Regions from separate parts of the Mus musculus genome. Here region 1 is linked to region 2. The links are chromatin contacts, called in public HiChIP or PLAC-seq maps. All regions are on one chromosome and are shown on one strand. The core of a region is the stretch at or near the end of the contact, and the rest is flanking DNA. Distances in the headings are between cores, read along the strand shown. Region 1 holds the start of Ptrh1 (peptidyl-tRNA hydrolase 1 homolog). Region 2 holds the start of Uck1 (uridine-cytidine kinase 1).

Region 1 (2,700 bases), core at 13-2,512, 520 kb after region 2:
TGGAACCAAGCCAGGGGCAGTAAGCTCAGAAGGCCTCAGGAACACTTCCCCCAGGAGCTTTGCCTACTGGAAGAGGTGTGAAGAGGCCTCCTGGTAGAAGGCACACCTAGTCTGGGGTTCAACAGTCCCCCAGGGCTCCAACATTTCTCTAGCCCTGCCTCTCTCCCTGTCCTGTGGTCAAGGTCAAGGAACCACTGCACCCTCTGCTCTCCTCTTGGGCTTTGTCTGCTCTCACCTTGTGCTCTAGCTGCTCATCGTTTTCAGACCCTGCTGCACAAGGTTCCTTGTGACTCCCGCCCTGGGATTCTCACACTCGTCAGGTCACATTGAGCAAGCACTTCACCTGACTTCTTCCCAGGGCTTCTCACCTCTGTGTGATCACCCTTCCCATAGTCACCAGAATCGGGGAACCTATGTCTCATCAGTCCTCAAGTTCTGTGTTTCACTCCTCAAAATCTCTCCACTTGGGCTGGGCACGGTAGTGCATACCTTTAATAACCCCGTTCTAGAGCTAGAGGCAGATGGAGTTCTCTGAGTCTATAAAACAAACAAACAAAACCCCAAAACGTTAAAACAACAACAACCCCCCCAAAAAATCTCTCTGCCCTCTCTCTCCCTTAGGACTGGGAGGCCAGTCACCCTTCTCCCCTACCACACTACAAATGATGACCTCTGACCTCTCCCAGTTCCCCTGAAGGGCTTGACTGGCTCTTCCTCAAGCCCTTCTTGCGGCCCCGACCTCTGCCTCAGCTTTCCCCTTCTCAGCCCTCACCTTGCTTCTGTCTGTCATGGCCAGGTTTCTAGGCTAACTTCTGGGCTAAGCATACTCTGAGGTTCCCTAGCTCCGTTGTTGCTAGGCACCAGGTCCACGATGTCCATAGGCCCCGCCCACTTGGCCCCGCCTCCGAGAGTCACTAGAAACTCAGCAAGGCAAGCCAAGGCCTAAGTCAAGGAAAGAACCTATGGGCAGTGCACGCCGACGCGGGCCAGGGTAGAAACTTAACGAGGTACCAGCCCTCGAGCAAAGGCCGAGCAAAGGCTGAGCCATACAGGGTGACGCGTCGCGGAGGAATGCACCCAGACACTCGCCCGGGCCCGCGATCCACCCACTTCCGCCCCGCAGAGACATGGCGGACGCCAAACCCAGCCTGGATTGGGCGTCGCTGGACATGTCGTGATGCTATTGGCTTAGGGATGCCTGACGTCAAGGGGCGGGGTCCTGGCTGTGAATGGGAGTCGGCACGTTGAAGTCCGGTCTTTTTAGTCCAGGGATGCGGCGGAGTTGGGCCTTGAGCCGGCAGGTTTCCGAGGCTCGGTTCCCCGGGAAGCGGTGGCTGGTGAGTGGGGCGTGGGTGGCTACACAGGGACGCGGGGCTTGGCTCCGCAGCTACGCTTACATTTAAGTGTATGCGTTGTATGCATGTGCCCTGTGGCTGTCAGAGGGCAACTTAGGAGAGGGTTCTTTCCACCATGTGGGTTCTGGGGATCGAACCCAGGTTGTCAGGGTTAGCAGCAACCTTACCTTCGGAACCATCTTTTCGGGATAGTTGTCCCTTTTTCTACTTAGTCAAATAGGCGCAATACTAACTGGCTCCAAACTTTTAGTTTTGCTCTTGCACCAGGGAGCGGCATCCTCTGGCTGGTGGGGCCTCCAGGAGTTCCCAGACCCTTAAGTGCTCCTTCCCAATACTGTCGCTTCTGTTTCCTGGTCAATGTTTTGGGTCCTGAGTGAGTGTTGCCTACAGGTGGCTGGCCTGGGGAACCACGGAATGCCCGGCACCCGGCACAGTGTGGGCATGGCGGTGCTGGGGCAAATAGCAAGGCGACTGGGAGTGGCGGAGAATTGGACTCGTGACTCGCGCTGTGCTGCTGACCTCGCCCTGGCCCCGCTCGGGGATGCTCAGCTGGTACTGCTCCGGCCGCGGCGCCTCATGAACGTCAACGGGCGCAGCGTAGCCCGAGCTGGTGAGTTGTAGGTTTCATGGATAAGAGGGCACAGGGACCAGAGAGAGGGTTCAATTGTGACAAGTGCCTGGTGAGCCCCAATTACTACAGTGAAGGCTTGGGGAAGCCTGTTTACATATGGGGGTTGTTGTGACCCCTCTGAGCAGATATGCAGTAACTAGAGTGTTGTTTCCCTGTGCCAAGCGGAGCTGTTTGGGCTGACTGCGGAGGAGATCTATCTGGTCCATGATGAACTGGACAAGCCGTTGGGAAAGCTGGCTCTGAAGCTGGGGGGCAGCGCAAGGTGAGGCTCTTATGTGCGTAGGTTTGGGTAGGGATGCTGGCCTCTGTTGGAGTGGAGTAAGATTGTTGAGACTATCTATCTCGATAGGCTGGGCTGCTCTGAAGAAGGCCTGGGCAAGGGAATGGAGGAAGGGCACTGCCTCAGAAAGTACTAACTGCTCTTCATATCCCCTCAAGGGGCCATAATGGAGTCCGTTCCTGCATTAGCTGTCTGAACTCCAATGTGAGTCTACCCTTCTGCCCTGCCCTGGGTGGGGGTGGCTAGCATTGACATTGTATCTCACCAATGCATCCTCATTCCCCTGGGACCCTACAGGCAATGCCAAGGCTGCTGGTGGGCATCGGGCGCCCCACACACCCTAATATGGTGGAGAACCATGTCCTGGGCTGTTTCTCCCCGGAGGAGCAGGAGCTACTGTCCCCATTGATGGATCAGGCCACTGACCTGCTCCT
Region 2 (2,700 bases), core at 145-2,644:
CAGCAGAGGAGGAGGACCACCTCTGCCCAAGGGCAGCGCAGCTGGGAGCCAGGGGTGCTGAGGACCCCACAGCACACCCCAGGATGAAGGGTAAGGTTGTCCCACCAGAAACTGGAACAAAGACTTTCTGATTGGCTGACACTGGGGGAAAGAGATCATTTGAGCCTCTGCTCCTCTGTATCTGGCAAAACAAAGTTAAGAGTCCTATTCTCTGACCTTCAGGAGTCCCTAGGAAAGCTTAAACCTTCAGGAACACAGGCCCCTACCAGGCCAGGAAGCTCCAAGGCCTGAGCCCCAGATTAACCTCTGTTTCTACAACTGGCCTCCCTGAAGACTGACTGCCCCGAGACAGCTTGGGGAATCCAAAGGTCAGGCAGGCGGTAGGTAGGGTGTACAAAGGGCTCCTCAGCAACAAGGTGCCAGGCAGAGATTTCAACACATCAAGAAGCGATCCTCAACATCTCCTGGCTCCTCCTTCCTAAGTGGCTCTAGCAAAAATCTTGAGTCACTCCAGGCTCATGGAATTCAGCAAACCCTACCTTTCTGTGGGCCCACTACCAAGGGAAATGAGGGTAATGTTTCACGGAGCCCCATTGCTGCTGCATTCAATCCCCGCCCCCCTTGGCAGTTGGTGTCCAGCAGTTCTCTCTGGACAGCCTCAGTCTGGCACTTTGCATCCTATGTACACATCCCTGGACAGCCTCGGTGGCAGTCTGCATCCAACAAACATCTCCTACAGCCCTGGTCCAGCAGTCTGCATCCATACACATCTCTGTATCTGTCTGGCAGTCTGCAATCTCTGTAGAGCCCATATCTCACAGCAGTTTATCCTCTACCCCCAGCTCTCCAGGCAGACATTCTCCAGGTACCTGGGTGGTCAAAATTGTACTGTCCCTTCAAAGCCTTGGCCTTCTGCTCGGCCGTCAGAACCTTGTAGAAGCAGTCCTGGCTCAGGATGACCAACTTGCGCTGCCGGCGGTCCACTTCGTTCTGTCCCAGCAGCTCCATGATCTTCTCACACACTGTTGACTGGGGACAGAAGGTGCCAAAAGTGAGCTTGTGCACTGAGTGACCCGCCAGCCCCTGGGGACGACCCCCTTAGCTGCTAGCAACAGGTGCCGCGGTTGGGCCAGAGGCAATGGCGCCCCAACCAGCGGCCTGGCAATCCCTCCGCGAGGCCCAGGCGCAGGGCGCTCACCTTGCCACTAGCGGTGCCGCCGCTCACGCCGATGAGGAACGGCCGCGGCTGGGGACGATCGGCCTCGGGCGCGGCGCTCTCCGAGCCGCCGCCTCCCGCCGAAGCCATATCCGGAGCGACGGACATACATTCACCGACTCTGCCCGCTCCCGCCTGGACGTAGTGACGGATGCTGTGCGCATCGCTTCCGGGGACATGAGCGCATGCGCGCATGAGGCGCGGCACTCAAGGCCGTGTCCCTGAAGAGCCTCAGTGACTCCAGAATGACCCCTTTACCTGGAGGCGGGGCCTGGATGGGGCTCCACCTCCCGACGAGACGCACACTCAAGTGCTGGACTAGACCAAGGTCTCCAGCCCACTGACCCCTATTTCCCTAGCACAGCCGAGATCCTGTCACCCACAGGGTTAGGACCGTCCCTGCCTTATGCTTAACCCCATCAGTGCCTCCTGCCACGTGAGAACGTGTCATCCTGAGACACTTAGGAAGACCTCCCTCTCCCTGGCGCATTATTTAAGTATCTATGAATCTGTTAAAATCTCTTGATTTTTAGACAGATTCTTACCGCATAGCCCTTGCTGTCTGGTACTCTGAAGCCCAGGCTGGCCCCAAACATTCTCCTGCCTCAGCCTTCTGAGGGTGGGAGTAACAAGCATGTACCACCATGCCTGGCTTTTTAAAAAAAGGAAATATTTATAATAATTTTATTTATATGTGCTTGTGTGTGTGTTATGGGTCTGTGCACATGACTGAAGTGCCTGGGGAGTGTCAGATCCCCATAAGGCTGTAGTTACAGGCAGTTGTGAGCTGCCCATTTTAAATGCTGGGAACTGAACTCTGGTCCTATGCAAGAGCAGTACACTTTTTTTTTTTTCCACTTTACTTTATATGTATGGCTGTTTTACGTGCCCGTGTTTTTGTACCACATGCTTGGAGTTCCCACAGCGACCAGAAGAGGGAGTCGGTTCCCTCTGGTAGTGAACTTTCTAACAGTTAAAAGCTACCAGTAGGTACTGGGAATTGAAACTAGGCTTCTGGAAGAGCAGTCACTCCAACTCTCACTCCAACTCCAACAACCTGGCTTTTAAATTCTGTTGTTGTTGTTGTTGTTGTTTTGCTTTCTTTATGACAAATGTCTCATTGCGTAGCCCAAGCTGGCCTAGAACTTGCAAAGGAGATACGAATGGCTCTGAACTCACAGTGAGAGACCTCCTGCTTCTGCCTCCTGAGTACTAAGAATAAAGGCGTGCGCCATCATGCCTGGTCTTCAATTCTTCCTGTGAGCATTGATTGCTCCTGACGTTCATTTGCTATGAATACTTAGGGGGTTGAGAAATGGGGTGGAGCACTTACCTGGACGCTGCTGGACTCTCCAGTCTTGCTGCCTGCCTCGAGCAGAGGTGCTGCCAGTCCACCAGCCCAACTGCTTTTATGTCAGCACAGACTTGAAGCACTTGGTTGAGGCCTTAAGACAACCATGGAGTGGCCAGAGCTCCTGAAAGAC

Evidence for each region. HiChIP or PLAC-seq counts read pairs in DNA pulled down with a chosen protein or histone mark.
Region 1: a contact with region 2 is called in a FOXA1 HiChIP or PLAC-seq map of pancreatic cancer cells. The contact joins the promoter of Ptrh1 here to the promoter of Uck1 in region 2. A contact is called at or near these places in 1 of 115 datasets of contacts at active chromatin or transcription factors (pancreatic cancer cells) and 1 of 9 other capture datasets (adipose tissue).

Annotation. Positions count from the first base shown.
Region 1 is chr2:32,774,559-32,777,258 of GRCm38.p6, forward strand. It overlaps Ptrh1 (peptidyl-tRNA hydrolase 1 homolog), which reads left to right and starts at 1,263. Exons shown (of 5, transcript NM_178595.3): 1 at 1,263-1,337; 2 at 1,746-1,965; 3 at 2,149-2,248; 4 at 2,425-2,470; 5 at 2,564-2,700. The coding sequence starts at 1,272. It overlaps Ttc16 (tetratricopeptide repeat domain 16), which reads right to left and starts at 1,075. Exons shown (of 15, transcript NM_177384.3): 1 at 773-1,075; 2 at 490-537. The coding sequence starts at 790.
Region 2 is chr2:32,258,711-32,261,410 of GRCm38.p6, forward strand. It overlaps Uck1 (uridine-cytidine kinase 1), which reads right to left and starts at 1,395. Exons shown (of 7, transcript NM_011675.2): 1 at 1,199-1,395; 2 at 870-1,029. The coding sequence starts at 1,324.